Regions from separate parts of the Canis lupus genome. Here region 1 is linked to region 2. The links are chromatin contacts, called in public Hi-C maps. All regions are on one chromosome and are shown on one strand. The core of a region is the stretch at or near the end of the contact, and the rest is flanking DNA. Distances in the headings are between cores, read along the strand shown. Region 1 holds the start of BDH1 (D-beta-hydroxybutyrate dehydrogenase, mitochondrial). Region 2 holds the start of DLG1 (disks large homolog 1).

What was found. A called contact is a pair of places that touch in the nucleus more often than the background predicts.
Region 1: a Hi-C map of blood shows a contact between it and region 2, with 2.0 times the contacts expected there. The contact joins the promoter of BDH1 here to the promoter of DLG1 in region 2. A contact is called at or near these places in 2 of 9 Hi-C or Micro-C datasets (both in blood).

The regions. Positions count from the first base shown.
Region 1 is chr33:31,133,166-31,139,722 of UU_Cfam_GSD_1.0, forward strand. BDH1 (D-beta-hydroxybutyrate dehydrogenase, mitochondrial) reads right to left here and starts at 4,638. Exons shown (of 7, transcript XM_038583217.1): 1 at 4,490-4,638. It overlaps LOC119867276 (basic proline-rich protein-like), which reads left to right and starts at 1,478. Exons shown (of 10, transcript XM_038582496.1): 1 at 1,478-1,561; 2 at 2,266-2,825; 3 at 3,091-3,327; 4 at 4,466-4,559; 5 at 5,554-5,622; 6 at 5,838-5,911; 7 at 5,969-6,069. The coding sequence starts at 1,478.
Region 2 is chr33:30,950,686-30,957,288 of UU_Cfam_GSD_1.0, forward strand. DLG1 (disks large homolog 1) reads right to left here and starts at 3,439. Exons shown (of 25, transcript XM_038583205.1): 1 at 3,266-3,439; 2 at 2,229-2,296; 3 at 948-1,079. The coding sequence starts at 2,247.

The DNA.
Region 1 (6,557 bases), core at 3,388-5,887, 180 kb after region 2:
CTGCGACGCTGTGGGTCTCGCAGCGACACCAGGAACCCGTGTCCCTTCCTCTCCACTTCTCATCTGTCCCTCCCCGAGTGTTACCAGAGCTGTCAAAATTGCCATAATCACAATGACAACTGCCAGACGAGGCAGGCATTCCATCCCTGGGATAACCAGATCGAAACCAAAGTCAAATTCTGCCTCTCAGTACGAGTCGGGGAGCACTAAACGGTGGGCGTCTCCGGCCCCGCTGGTGAGCTCTTCACACCCCCTACGGTGAACTCTCATAGCTTTAAATAGGATTTACATGCCAACTCCTGAATGTTTACCTCCCAGGGCCTTCTCCTCCCAACTCCAGACTTACATATCCGCCTGCCCGTCCATCATTTCCACCGGAATGTTCAACAGCTGATCCGTTATAAGCACCTGTCCACAGCTGAGCCTGTGCCACGGCACTGAACACCTGCTTCTCCAGCTCTTCTTCATTCTTGATCTTCTCTTTTTTTGCACACTCCACAGCCAGGCTGTTAGCAAATCCTGACTCCACCTTTTCAGTATATCTAGGACCCTCTGATGATCATCTCTGTCTAAGCCATCTTCACTTCTTGCCTGGATTATTGTAGTCGCCACCCACTGGCTCCCTGCCTCTACCTTTGTCCCCCTTTGGACACTGCTCAACAGTGGCCTGCCTGATCCTGTGAAATATGCAGATCATGTCCCTCCTGCACAAACTCTTGCTCCGAGTAAAAGCCAAAATCACTATGGATTGCCCCCGAGACCGTCCGTGATCTGGGTCCTCATGACCTCACTGGCCTCATCCCACCTTGTTCACTACACCTTGGTTACCAGGGCCTTTCTTGCTATACTTAGAACATGACAAGTAACCTCCTGCCTTGGGAACTTTGCCCTTACTTTTCCCTCTACTTGGAACATTTTTCTCCCCCCGCCCCCATCCATAGGGCTCATTCTCCCACTTTGGTCTTTTACTCAAATATTTACTCAGTAAGACATTCCCTGGCTGGTCCATCAATCCCACCCCTACCCTGACATTTTCTATTCCTCCTTTCCCGTTTCCCTTTTTCCCCTCTCCTTGGCTTACTACATTATAACAGTATATACATTATACTTATTTATCTTATTTGTTATCTTCAGTCCTAGGAGAATGTAAGCTCTGAGAGTGGGGGGTTTTTGTCTGCTTTGGTCACTGTCCTAGCCAACACCTAACAGTGCCCGCCACACAGTGGGCACATAAAATGTTAATTACTTAAGGGGGTTTTCTGCAGAGGCCTAGTGTGATCAGACTTTCATTTTAACACGTCTCACTGGGTTAAGAAGAAACTGAGGATGAACAAAGTGGAAGTAGGGAGACCATTATATGCTTGGGTGGCCATACAGGACCATCCTCTATAGCCTTCAAGGTTGTGCGTGGCAAAAAAGTAAATAAATAAAAAAGAAAAAAAGAAAGAAAAAAGGTTGTGCACGGCAACTCTAGTGAATGGTGAAAAGGAGCTCTCTGGAGATAGAAGGGCTGCCGACCCGGACTCTGACCGTGACCGTGACCCCGGTGGAAACTACCAAGGTAACAAAAAGTGGTCAGAATCTGGCTACATTTTGAAGGTAGGGCCCAGTATGATTTAACTGACGCCTTTTAAATAAATGTTATTTATTTGACAGAGAGAGCACAAGGGGTGGGGAGTGGCAGGGAGAGGGAGAAGCAGACTCCCCAGTGAGCATGGTGTGGACTTCAGGCTGCTGGGTCTCAATCCCAGGGCCCTGCGATCATGACCTGAGCTGGAGGCAGATGCTCAGCGGACTGAGCCACGCAGGTGCTCCTTAACTGACAAATTTAAGAGGAGGACGTGCAAGAATAAAAAAATCAAAGATATTTCCAAGATTTTCGGTGCGTACGCAAAAGAAATAAAAATATTAGTACAACTGACAAAGAGCCATTCCACTCGTAAGTGCTCACCACATTTCAAATCCGAGTGTAGGGATCCCTGGGTGGCGCAGTGGTTTGGCGCCTGCCTTTGGCCCAGGGCGCGATCCTGGAGACCCGGGATCGAGTCCCACATCGGGCTCCCGGTGCATGGAGCCTGCTTCTCCCTCTGCCTGTGTCTCTGCCTCTCTTTCTCTCTCTGTAACTATCATAAATAGATAAAAATTTAAAAAAAAAATTCAAATCCGAGTGTACACATCAGACCTCGGGGCGCCTCCGAACCCTGTCTCCGCGTTCGCACCTGCCCCGCGGTCGCTCAGCAAGCGCCGCACCCTCCGGTTTTCCAGGGCTGCTCACCCTATGCCACATCTGACTTGTCCACACGGCCAAGTCCTGATCGGGAGCTCGCTCCTCCACGAGGACTCCTCCACGATGCTGCTCCTGAGGCCCTACCTACAGGCCCGGGCTCCCGGCTGCTGCGTTTTCAGCTCGGCCCTTCGCTCCCTCCGCGCCTGCAAGTAGGCGGTACCGCGGGCGCCGGCGGGCGAGCTTCCCCCACGACCCCCGGGCCCCACCCGGACCGCGAGCGCCCCGCGGGGCGCCGGCCACTGCCCCCTCCTCCCCAGGGGCGGCTCCGGGGCCCGGCGGGGTCGGACCACACGCGGCGCGGGCCGAGCGCGAAGCCGCCAGCTCCCGGCGCAGCTTGGCTTCCCCGCGGGTCGCTCCGGGCCAGGCCGCGTCCAGCAGCGCCCGGGGCCGCCTCCGCAGGGACGCACGAGCCTCGGCCCCGGCCCCCGCCCCTGCCCCCACCCCAGCCCCGGGGGGACCCCAGGCCGCTGACCTCAGGCCGCTCGGCGCCCGCCGGCTGCAGGACGCGCGCAGGGCTCAGCCACGCGCACGGCGCCAGGCGCGGCCGGAACAGCACCCGCCCCTCCCCCGCTGCCCCGCCCGCCCCCACCCCGCCCCTTCCCCTGCTCCCCGGCACCCGCCGCGCCCCTGCTCCCCCCTCCCGCCTTCCACCCCGCCCTCCCCTGCACGCCGCGCGCTCCAGCACCCACTCTTCCCCCTCCCCGGCTCCCCTGCTCCCCCCGCACCCCTGCCCCGCACGCCGCGCGCTCCAGCACCCCCCGCCCTCCCCTCTCCTCCCCTCCCCTGCACGCCCTGCGCTCCAGCGCCCATCCGCCCCCGGCCCCTCCCCCGCACGCCGCGCGCTCCAGCACCCCCGGGGACGCCCCGGACGCGCAGGCGCCGCCCCGCTCCGCGCACGCCGAGGCCAGGGCGCCACCGCCGGCCCGGGTCCCTCCCTCCTCCCCGGCGGGGGCTCGGCTCCGGCCGCGCTCCCATTGGCTGAGGCTGCGCCGCCGCCCAGGCCCCGCGTCCCCGCCGCGCCCCGCAGCCCCGGGCCCCAGGTCCGCACCTCCCGGGGCCGCAGCGGGGGCGGGAGCTTCGCGGGGGCGTGGCGGGGCAGGGCGCCCGCGGGTGCGGCTCGGCCTCCCCCTCCGCGGCCCGGGGCGGCGTCCCTCCGGCGGGCGGGGGCGGGCGGGGGCGGGGGGGCCTCTGCACCCTGCAGCCTCGGGGCCGCGCGTCAGCCGGGACGGAGACCCAGACGGAGCTGGCGGGCGCCCCCCGGACCCGGACCCGCCCCCGGGACCCCCCGCCCGGCCAGGGGCCGCCCAGGGCCGCGGGGACCCGAGCGGAGGGCGCGGCGGGGGAGCTGCGGGGAGCGGGGAAGGGGCGGGGTGGAAGGCGGGAGGGGGGAGCTGGGCGGAGCTTCCCGGCTGCGGACGGCGCTTCCCCGAGTCGGCGCTCCCGCCGCGGCTGCTCCGCCCTTGGGCTGCGGGGGGCGGGGGGCGGGGGGCGGAGGGGGCGGCTGCGCAGGGGGCGGGGAGGGGGCGGCTGTGCAGGGGGCGGGGAGGGGGAGGGGGCGGCTGTGCAGGGTGGCGGGAGGGCGGAGGGGGCGGCTGTGCAGGGGGGACGGGAAGGGGGGGTGGCCGTGCAGGAGGGCGGGGAGGGGGGGCGGCTGTGCAGGGGGCGGGGAGGAGGAGGGGGCGGCTGTGCAGGGCGGACGGGAAGGGGGGGTGGCCGTGCAGGGGGGCGGGGAGGGGGGGCGGCTGTGCAGGGGGGCGGGGAGGAGGAGGGGGCGGCTGTGCAGGGGGGACGGGAAGGGGGGGTGGCCATGCAGGAGGGCCGGGAGGGGGGGCGGCTGCGCAGGGGGGCGGGGAGGGGGCGGCTGTGCAGGGGGGACGGGAAGGGGGGGTGGCCATGCAGGAGGGCCGGGAGGGCGGGGCGGCTGTGCAGGGGGGCGGGGAGGAGGAGGGGGCGGCTGTGCAGGGGGAACGGGAAGGAGGGGTGGCCGTGCTGGAAGGCGGGGAGGGGGAAGGGCGGCTGTGCAGGGGGGCGGGGAGGGGGAGGGGGAGGGGCGGCTGTGCTGGGGGGCGCGGAGCGCGGCGGGGGGTGGCTGCGCAGGGCGGGGTGACCGCGGGGGGCGGGCTCCGCGCCTGCGGCCCCCCGCCCCCCGCGGCCCGGCCAGCCCCCGGGTACCCCCAGTCCGGCCCCCAGCCCGAGACCTACCCCTTGCGGGGCGTCGGCCTCCAGCGCCAACCGCCTTCGGGAGCGGCCGGGCTCGCGCGCGGCGGAGCAGGTGCGCCCGGACCCGGGACACCTGGCGAGGAGCCCGCGTCCTTGCAGCTCCCGAGCGTGTTTGCCGACGTTGGAACCGGTCGGAGGCGACCGGGTGGTTTTTCTATTTGTCTTTTGATCGCACGAAGCGCATTTAAAGAGCGCGCGCCGCGAACCCGCGCAGGTCCTTAACCGCAGTGCAGCCGCAGAGCTCCAGCCCCGGGACCTGTGGGGCCAAGAGGCCGCAGCTCCGGGGCCTCCGGAATGAACACCGGGCCGAGGAGAGAACGCGAACTCCCGGGACCCATTAGTGGCCGAGCTTCGTTTGGGTCCAATTGCAGAGGAGCGCGGATTGGCGGGGGGGGGGGGCTACGCGGGTGAACCGGGGGCCAGCGCGGGCCGGTGGGGGTTAAAAAAACTTGTCAGCTTCTTGGGAGTGGCTGTGCTCTATCCCCAGCTCCTGACACACACAGTGTTGGTCACAAAGGCAGGATGCACGCAAGTCTCTGTACCCATTTTACAGACCACCTGCGGCAGCGCGCTCTGCAGAGTGCTCCCCCTGCACCTGCCACAGCCACAGCGCAAAGATCGTTACCCTGGGCTGCTGCTTTGAGGGTTATACGTTGCTAGGAAGGCGTTTAATTAAAGGAAGAATTTCTATTTCCACCTAAAAACCCAGAGGGCCTGACTCTGGGCCGAGAATGAAATGGAAATGTGGTTCTATTTATGGAAGACAGGGAAAGGACAAAGGACGCTTGGCCTGAAGGTCTATCAAACTGCGCCCGCCGCTGGCCTCACGTCTTCCCAGCCCATCTTTCTCTTCCAGCTTTGCTGAGGCAAACCACTGCATTCAGGTGTCACCCGAGAGCACCTTGCCTGCCTGCGCGGCACCTGGCGTCCTGCCTCGGGTCCTCGGGGGTCACACCAGCCAGGGACCCCAGCAGGAAATCATTGCCCATTCTGACACACGCATGTGCCTGCAAGTGCAAAAAGAACCTAACACTTTTTGGGGACAGGCTTTGAAGCAGAAACAGCTGGTGGAGAAATACTCCCCTCTTCCCGTCTTCCGACGGGACAGTTCTGAGGTGCGTTCTGTGTGGCTCCTAAGAGGACAGAGCCCCGGTTGCCCACGGTGGGGCCCAACGTCCTCAGTTCAGTACCGCACCCCTGGACTGCTTTTCTCTGTTCTTCCTTGCTTGCCTGAGCTTCCTGCCCCTCTGCTGCTGTTCCCTCCGACTTGTTCCCAAAACAAACCACCTGTACCAAAAATTGTTGCTCGGTGTTTCTCTGGGGAACCCAGAGTAAGCCGATTATTAACCCGGAAGAGGCATCCCTGCCCACCTTTCAGGGTTATTCTCAGCAGACCTTTCGCAAGTCAGCTAAGGAGGAATCCATTTGTTGAGCCTGAGCTTCTGCTCCTTTATCTCCCAGCTGCCCTGCCCTCGAGGGCCTCACTAAGGAGCTCTCAGAGACAGGCAGGAAGTACTGGGGCTCCCAAGAGATCGGCTGGGCCAGCCAAGGCCTGGGTCCGGGTGAGAGCCTGACAAGGTCACACTGGGCACCCCTCTTAAACCTCTTCTCCCCTGCTTCCAAGGTGCTGGCTGCTGACTGAAACGGGAGAAACTCAGCCCTGGGGTTGAACACGGAAGCGGAGGCCACGTGGGATGCAAGTCACTCCCATTCTGTCTCCTTTCTGCCCGCCTCTTCCCCTCCCCTCTTGCAAAAGCTGCTTCTCTACCCAGATACAAGGTGTCAGGCCGGGTGTTGGGCACCTAGCACTTTTCAGCAACACCAAGGCTTCTAGTCTGGGGAGGGAAACAGCCCTTAGCTGTTCCCTTCAAGGAAGGAAATGAGACATGTACATAAGTTAATGAATCATTAGAAGTCCTGTAAATCCTCTAAAAGAGGGGCATGTAAGTATAATGGGACTAAAGGAAGGGCTTTGTAGAGGAGATGGCATCCTGAAAGACTCTCAGTTGGAAGGAAGCCCTCTTAAGAGCTCCCACTGCACAGAGCCCCA
Region 2 (6,603 bases), core at 2,189-4,688:
GTTATGAATGATATTGTTTTAATTTTCCTGTCTACAAAATAATATTAGACAGAATCATCTCTATGATAATTTCCCAGGCCTAAAATTCTAACTCCTGGGCAGCCCAGGTGGCTCAGAGGTTTCAGCCCAGGTATGTGATCCTGGAGACCCAGGATCGAGTCCCACGTCCGGCTCCCTACTGGGAGCCCGCTTCTCCCTCTGCCTGTGTCTCTGCCTCTCTCTCTCTCTCTCTCTCTGTCTCTCATGAATAAATAAAATCTTTAAATAAATAAAATAAAATAAAATTCTAACTCCTTGAATGCCAAGTTTCAATAGAAGTCTATATTAAGGAGATGTATATCCTCAAACGTAGCAGAACTCTTCAAACATTTTCAGGAACTCCAGAGAAATAGAGGTCAAATATAGAAACAACCTAATAGTTATTCAGCCTTTATTTTTTTGGATCCTGAAACATTTTTGCAACTTCTCCATCTTCTAGTAATTAATGCTCGGGATATAAAGCACTGTCACCAAAGACCACTGAAATAATCACACTGAATGGCTTTTTTGGTTATTAGGTATTTTTGGAAAGGATATTGGCCTATCAAACATACAACTCCCTGGATGTTCAAGTTACTGAGTGCCTTACAGAGAACCAAATACGTCACTCTGTTAAGTTTTAAAATAAATGAAGGGATCCCTGGGTGGCGCAGCGGTTTGGCGCCTGCCTTTGGCCCAGGGCGCGATCCTGGAGACCCGGGATCGAATCCCATATCAGGCTCCCGGTGCATGGAGCCTGCTTCTCCCTCTGCCTGTGTCTCTGCCTCTCTCTCTCTCTGTCACTATCATAAGTAAATAAATAAAAATTAAAAAATAATAATAATAATAATAAAATAAAATAAATGAATTCAGAGGAGCATTAAGCCTAGCTGATGTATAATGGTCACAAATAAAGTTTTAATTCCCACCTATTAAAGCCTGAAAGAGGTTGCTCTGAAAAATGTTAATGACTCGTTCTATGGAACTTCTGAGCTGTCTGTCTTCAGTTTGGCTTAGTTTTGAACGATATTCTTCCAAAAGGTGCAGTGCTCTCTGGGTGTCTGGGAAGGAAACAAGAGTTTGATTAAAATTACACATATACAGTTATTACACACTACTTATGCAGCAAATCATCCTACAAGACATCTCAACACCTCCCCAAATCCTTTAGGTCAATCAACGCTGCTACACTCACACACACATATATTCCTTAGAATAATTGAAACATTTCTAAATGTATGTCACAGAAAAAGGAGGAAGATAAACAGTTGGTGATAAATGTGTAGTAGTCTAAAACAACACAAGGCTGTTTGATCAAAGTATCAGTTAACACAGCTTCAGCCGATCCGACATGCAAAAGCAGATTACCTACAATTTGTTATTATAATCTGAATCTTGGGGGATCCCTGGGTGGCTCGGCGGTTTAGCACCTGCCTTTGGTCCAGGGCATGACCCCGGGGTCCAGGATAGAGTCCCGCATCAGCTCCCAGCATGGAGCCTGCTTCTCCCTCTGCCTATGCCTCTGCCTCTCTTTCTCTCTCTATGTCTATCATGAATAAATAAATAAAATCTTTAAAAATAATAATAATAATCCGAATCTTAACTGTTTCAAAACACCAGTTCTTATAGCCAGGTTCCCATGACTGCTCACAAAAGAGTGCCTAAGATCATAAAGTTAAAATATCAAAAAATAAATAAATAAATAAAGTTAAAATATCAAAACACCAATTAAAGAGTCTTCACGAAGACCTTTCAGAGGAGTGAACAGGAACCTGCCTCTCGAGAGCCACTACAGACCGCGACGCCAGAAAAGAAAAGTTTGAAAACGACACTGACAGGGGTCCCTCCCCTCCAGGATAGGCGGCTTCGGTCTCCTAACAAGCAGGGAAGGGCGACGACGCCGTCTTATCAGAGTCCAACATTTTTATTTTGTTAAAGATAGATTTATTTATTTATGATAGATAGATGATGGGGGCGGGGGGGGGGGGGCAGAGACACAGGAGGAGGGAGAAGCAGGCTCCCTGCAGGGAGCTGATGCGGACTCAGTCCAGGACCCCGGGGTCACGCCCCGGCCCAAAGGCAGGTGCTAAACCGCTGAGCCCCCCAGGGATCCCCTAATCCAACATCTTTAAAACACAAATCAGAACACAGACACAACACTCTCACTCACTCACCCGCACGAGAAGAGAGGTCCCGAAATAAATTCTCACCTTGCTTCCGGACCGGCATGTTTTTTGTTTTTTGTTTTTCCCTCCAGTATCGGAAAGAGGGCACACACCTTTAAAAAAATTTTAAAAATAAATTAAAAAAAAAAAAAAAAAAAAAAAACAGTAAGGGAACAACCGAAGCAAAACAAGAGGATCGTGGTGCTGAGTTGCATTCCTCCCCTGAACTCTCAAAATCGCGGAAAACTCCCAGCCGTACCTGAAGAAGGGGCCACACCCGCTGCCCAAGTTTTCCCAAGTGAAACAGCAGGGTTGGGGGGGGGGTCCCAGGAAGCTGCCCCCGAGGGAGGGCCCCCCCGCACAGGGACCTGCAGCTCCGGCTCCCAGGGGCGCTCGGTGCCCGGACGCGGGCCCGGCCGACGCGTGCAGACGCCCCACCTGCTCCGGGGCGCGGGGGCGCAGCGGCGCGAGGCTGGAGGCTGCGGGGACACGGGCCCGCGGGCCCCACACCTGCGGCGCCAAGTTCCCGCGAGCGGCGTGCGCTCGGGACGGGCTCGGGGGCCGCCCGCCCGGCCCCGCCCGGGGCTCGAGGAGCCGAGCACGCGGGGGGTGAGCGAGCCGGGGGGGGCGGGGAGGAGGAGGAGGAGGAGGAGGAGGAGCCGCCGCCGCCGCCCCCGCCGCCGCGCCCGCCGCCGCCCCACCCCCGGAGCGTCGCCTCCCTCCCTCCCTCCCTCCCTCCGCGCCCCTCGCCGCTCGGCCCCCAAACTTTCCGCCAAGATGGCGGCCCCGGAGCTGGCCGGCCGCGCCCCACGTGACCGCGCTCCCAGCCAATGGGAAGTGAGGAGGCGGCGGGCGCCCACCCCGGGCTCGGAGCGCCGCTGCCTTCGGGGCGGCAGGGGGAGGCGGCGCGGAGGGGCCGGGGCCCGGCGCGCGGCCCCGCCGGCCTCCCCGCGGACGGGCGGCCCCGGCGCGGCCCCGCGGCCCGACGACTGGGCGCGCGCTCCACAGGTGGCCCGGCGCGGCCCCCGGAGCCCGCCCTCACCTCGCCGCAGCCCGCGGCTCCGAGCGCGACGCGACCTCACCTACAGCAGGTCCGGGACACACATGCCGACACACCTCGTAACGTCCCTACACGCGTGCTGCCTCCGCCTCCGCGCGCGGCGAGGTCCCGGCGCCCCCGGGGAGCGGATCCCCGGCCCCGAGGAGCGGTCTCGCGGAGGAGTAGACCGCGCCGCCCACGTCAGGGGCGCGGGGGGCGGGGCCTGGCCGGGGAAGGGGCGGGGCCTGGCGCGGGGAGGGGCGGGGCCTGCCCGCCGCGGGGGCGGGGCCTGGCCGGGGAGGGGGCGGGGCCTGGGTGGGGGCGCGCTCTCCGCCACTACGTACTGATGCTTTAAACTATCGGGCATCGCTGGGGGCGCGATCCTGGAGCCCCGGGATCCAGTCCCGCATCGGGCTCCCTGCGTGGAGCCTGCTTCTCCCTCTCTGTGTCTCTGCCTCCCCCCCCCTCTCTATGTCTATCATGAATAAATAAATAAATAAATAAATAAATAAAATCTTTTTTAAAAAATAAATTATTCGCCCGTCAGTACAAGTCTTTTGGGGGGGAGGGGTTGAAAAAAGAAGGGCTTGTAAACTAGATTGAGAGTTTGAGGCGTTTGCTCCTGGAGGGTTTTTAAGTCTGATTAAGTCTAAGCGTGAATGCATTGAAGGGAGGGAAGAAAACCCTGGTTCCCTCTTTCCCTTGCTCGTTCATCCACACGCCCGTGTCTGCACTCCTCGCCCAGTCACCCGTCTCAGGTTGTCACCCGAGCTCGTGGCGGCCCCTTTAAGAGCTCACCTGTAGCTACCTCCACCGAAACCGAGCCACCTCCTCCGGCGCGCGCGGCGGGGTTGGGTGTAGACCGCAGGTCCCAGCGGGGACTTCTGGCTGGGCCAGACCCTGGCTCCGGCTCTGAGCCGCCCGGGTTGTAGGAAGAGAAATTTTGCGAAAAGCTCTCAAAGTTCAGACCTTTTTTTTGGGGGGGGGGGGGGTAACAGGGACCTCCCTCGTCTGAGGTCCTGAGCGAGTTTGCCCAAGGTCACCCGGAGTTAGTAACAAAACTGGAAACACGAAGAAGATCGTCTTTCTAAACCGGAAGACTTCCCTGTAAACCTGCCAGCCTTTGGCTGAGGCCACATCCTTGGGCTGATAAAGGGAAGTCCCGGGAACCTTGCACTGTAATCATGACACTTACTCAGAAGTCTGACCACTGGGTTTCACTTTTGGGTTGCACCTTGGAATTCTAACTTGCCAGAACCCAACGACTTTAGAGCCTCATCTGACCCAGTATTTCAATTTAAGATAAACAGGTTCAGGGAGGGGAAACAACCTGCCCAGGGACCTGTAGCCCAGCATTAGTTCTCCTATCTCCAGTACAGGGCTCTTCCCACTGTGATTTTGGAAAACTAGGCAGTGGTGTGTTGATTTATTAGCAGCAGGCGTCTATGCATGCTTTCCTGGCTCAACCATCTTGGGAGATTGAGCAACAGTTGAAAGCAACATTCCGTAGAAGAAATGGGATGAAAAAGTGAAAGGAAGCCCCTAAAAACAAGGAGCTTAACTAGAGAGATTGTTAAAATAGTAAACTGGGAGGGATGGGGTAACCGGGTGATGGTCATTAAGAAGGGCGTGTGATGTAGTGAGCACTGGGTGTTATATAAGACTGATGAATCACTGAACTCTACCTCTGAAACTAATTATACATTATATGTTAACTAATTGAATTTAAATAAAATAAATAATAGTGGACTAGGGAGGTTTGTAATAGTGAAAATGGCTGATGGCATGCATGCTATTATTATCAAGATTTATTGATGGGCTATGAATGGAATTGCTCCACTCAAGGAAGCATTCTAAGAATGGAATCTCTTCAGAGTTCAGGAGGAAGGAGGGATTTTTGCCCTCACTCTTAGTATCATTCATTATTCATATATGTTCACTTGCTAGGCAATGAGGATAGAAATAGTTAAGATCCAAGCCCTGCTGTCAAGGAACCACAGCCTAGTAACAAATGGATAAAGGCAAGTGCAGCTTTTCCCAAGGGCCACTGTAAAGTCAAAAGCAAAATGTGTGTAAGTTCTCAATGTCATCCTGGTCTCCCTCTAAAAAGAAAGAGAAGGATCCCTGGGTGGCACAGCGGTTTAGCACCTGCCTTTGGCCCAGGGCACGATCCTGGAGACCCGGGATCGAGTCCCACGTCGGGCTCCCGGTGCATGGAGCCTGCTTCTCCGTCTCTGCCTCTCTCTCTCTCTGTGACTGTCATAAATAAATAAAAATTAAAAAAAAAAAAAAGAAAGAGAAGAGGGAGGAGGAAGAGCATGGTAAGAGGCATGAAGCCCTTCCTTCTTGTCAACCTCTAGCTCTCTCGGTTGTCAGCAGTGTCCAGAAGCCAAAAGGAAGCTAGCATTCCGTGGTTACGGGCCAGGAAGAATGCAGACCTAGAAGGAGAGGTCTTTATTCCTTACTCCTCCTTTCTGTTCCTCTGTATTAGTTATCTATAACTGCATAATAAATTCCTCAAAAATTAGTAGCTTAAAACTTAGTAGCTGAGTAACTTATGCCCCAGTAAACATGGTCTCCCAGTTTCTTCAGGTAAGGAATTCAAGAGGACCTTAGCTGGATGGTTCTCTGGTTTAGGGCCTCAAGAGATTACAGTCAAGATGTCTACCAGAACTAGTCATCGAAAGGTTTAATGGGGATTAAGGGAGGCTCTTCCAACGTGGCTCACTCACATAGTTGTTAAGTCAATGCTGACTGTTGGTAGGGGGCCTCCTTTTTTCACCATGAAGCTCTTTCTATAGGGCTGCTTGAGCATCTTCATGCCGTGGTGGCTGACTTCCTCTGGAGCAGGTCATCCAAGAGGGCAAGACAGCACCCACAATGTCTTTCATGACCTAATTTCAGAAGTAACTATCATTTCCACATAACCTACTGGTTACTTAGATTACCCTCAGGAAAACCAGTACCTAAGAATCGTTAGGTGCCATCTTGGAGGCTGCCTACCCCAACGTCACAACACACAAAGCAATGACAACTGGATTTTTCCAAACACCTTTTATTTCCTTGAAGTTTTCCTTACTTTATGCGGTACCAGCTGCCTATTGGAACAGGATCCAATATAGCATCTGATTACTTTTCTAACATTCTCATTTTAAAGAAAAATTTAACACATAAACTTTCCAGCCCCACATTAACTTTCCTTTCAAATAACTTAAAAGACTTAAAGTCAGAGGATCAAAAAAATAAATAAATATTTATAAAAGATTTTATTTATTTATTCATGAGAGACACTGAGAGAGAGAGAGAGAGGAAGAGACACAGGCGGAGGGAGAAGCAGGCTCCCCAGGATCATGCCTTGAGCAGAAGGCAGGTGCTCAACCA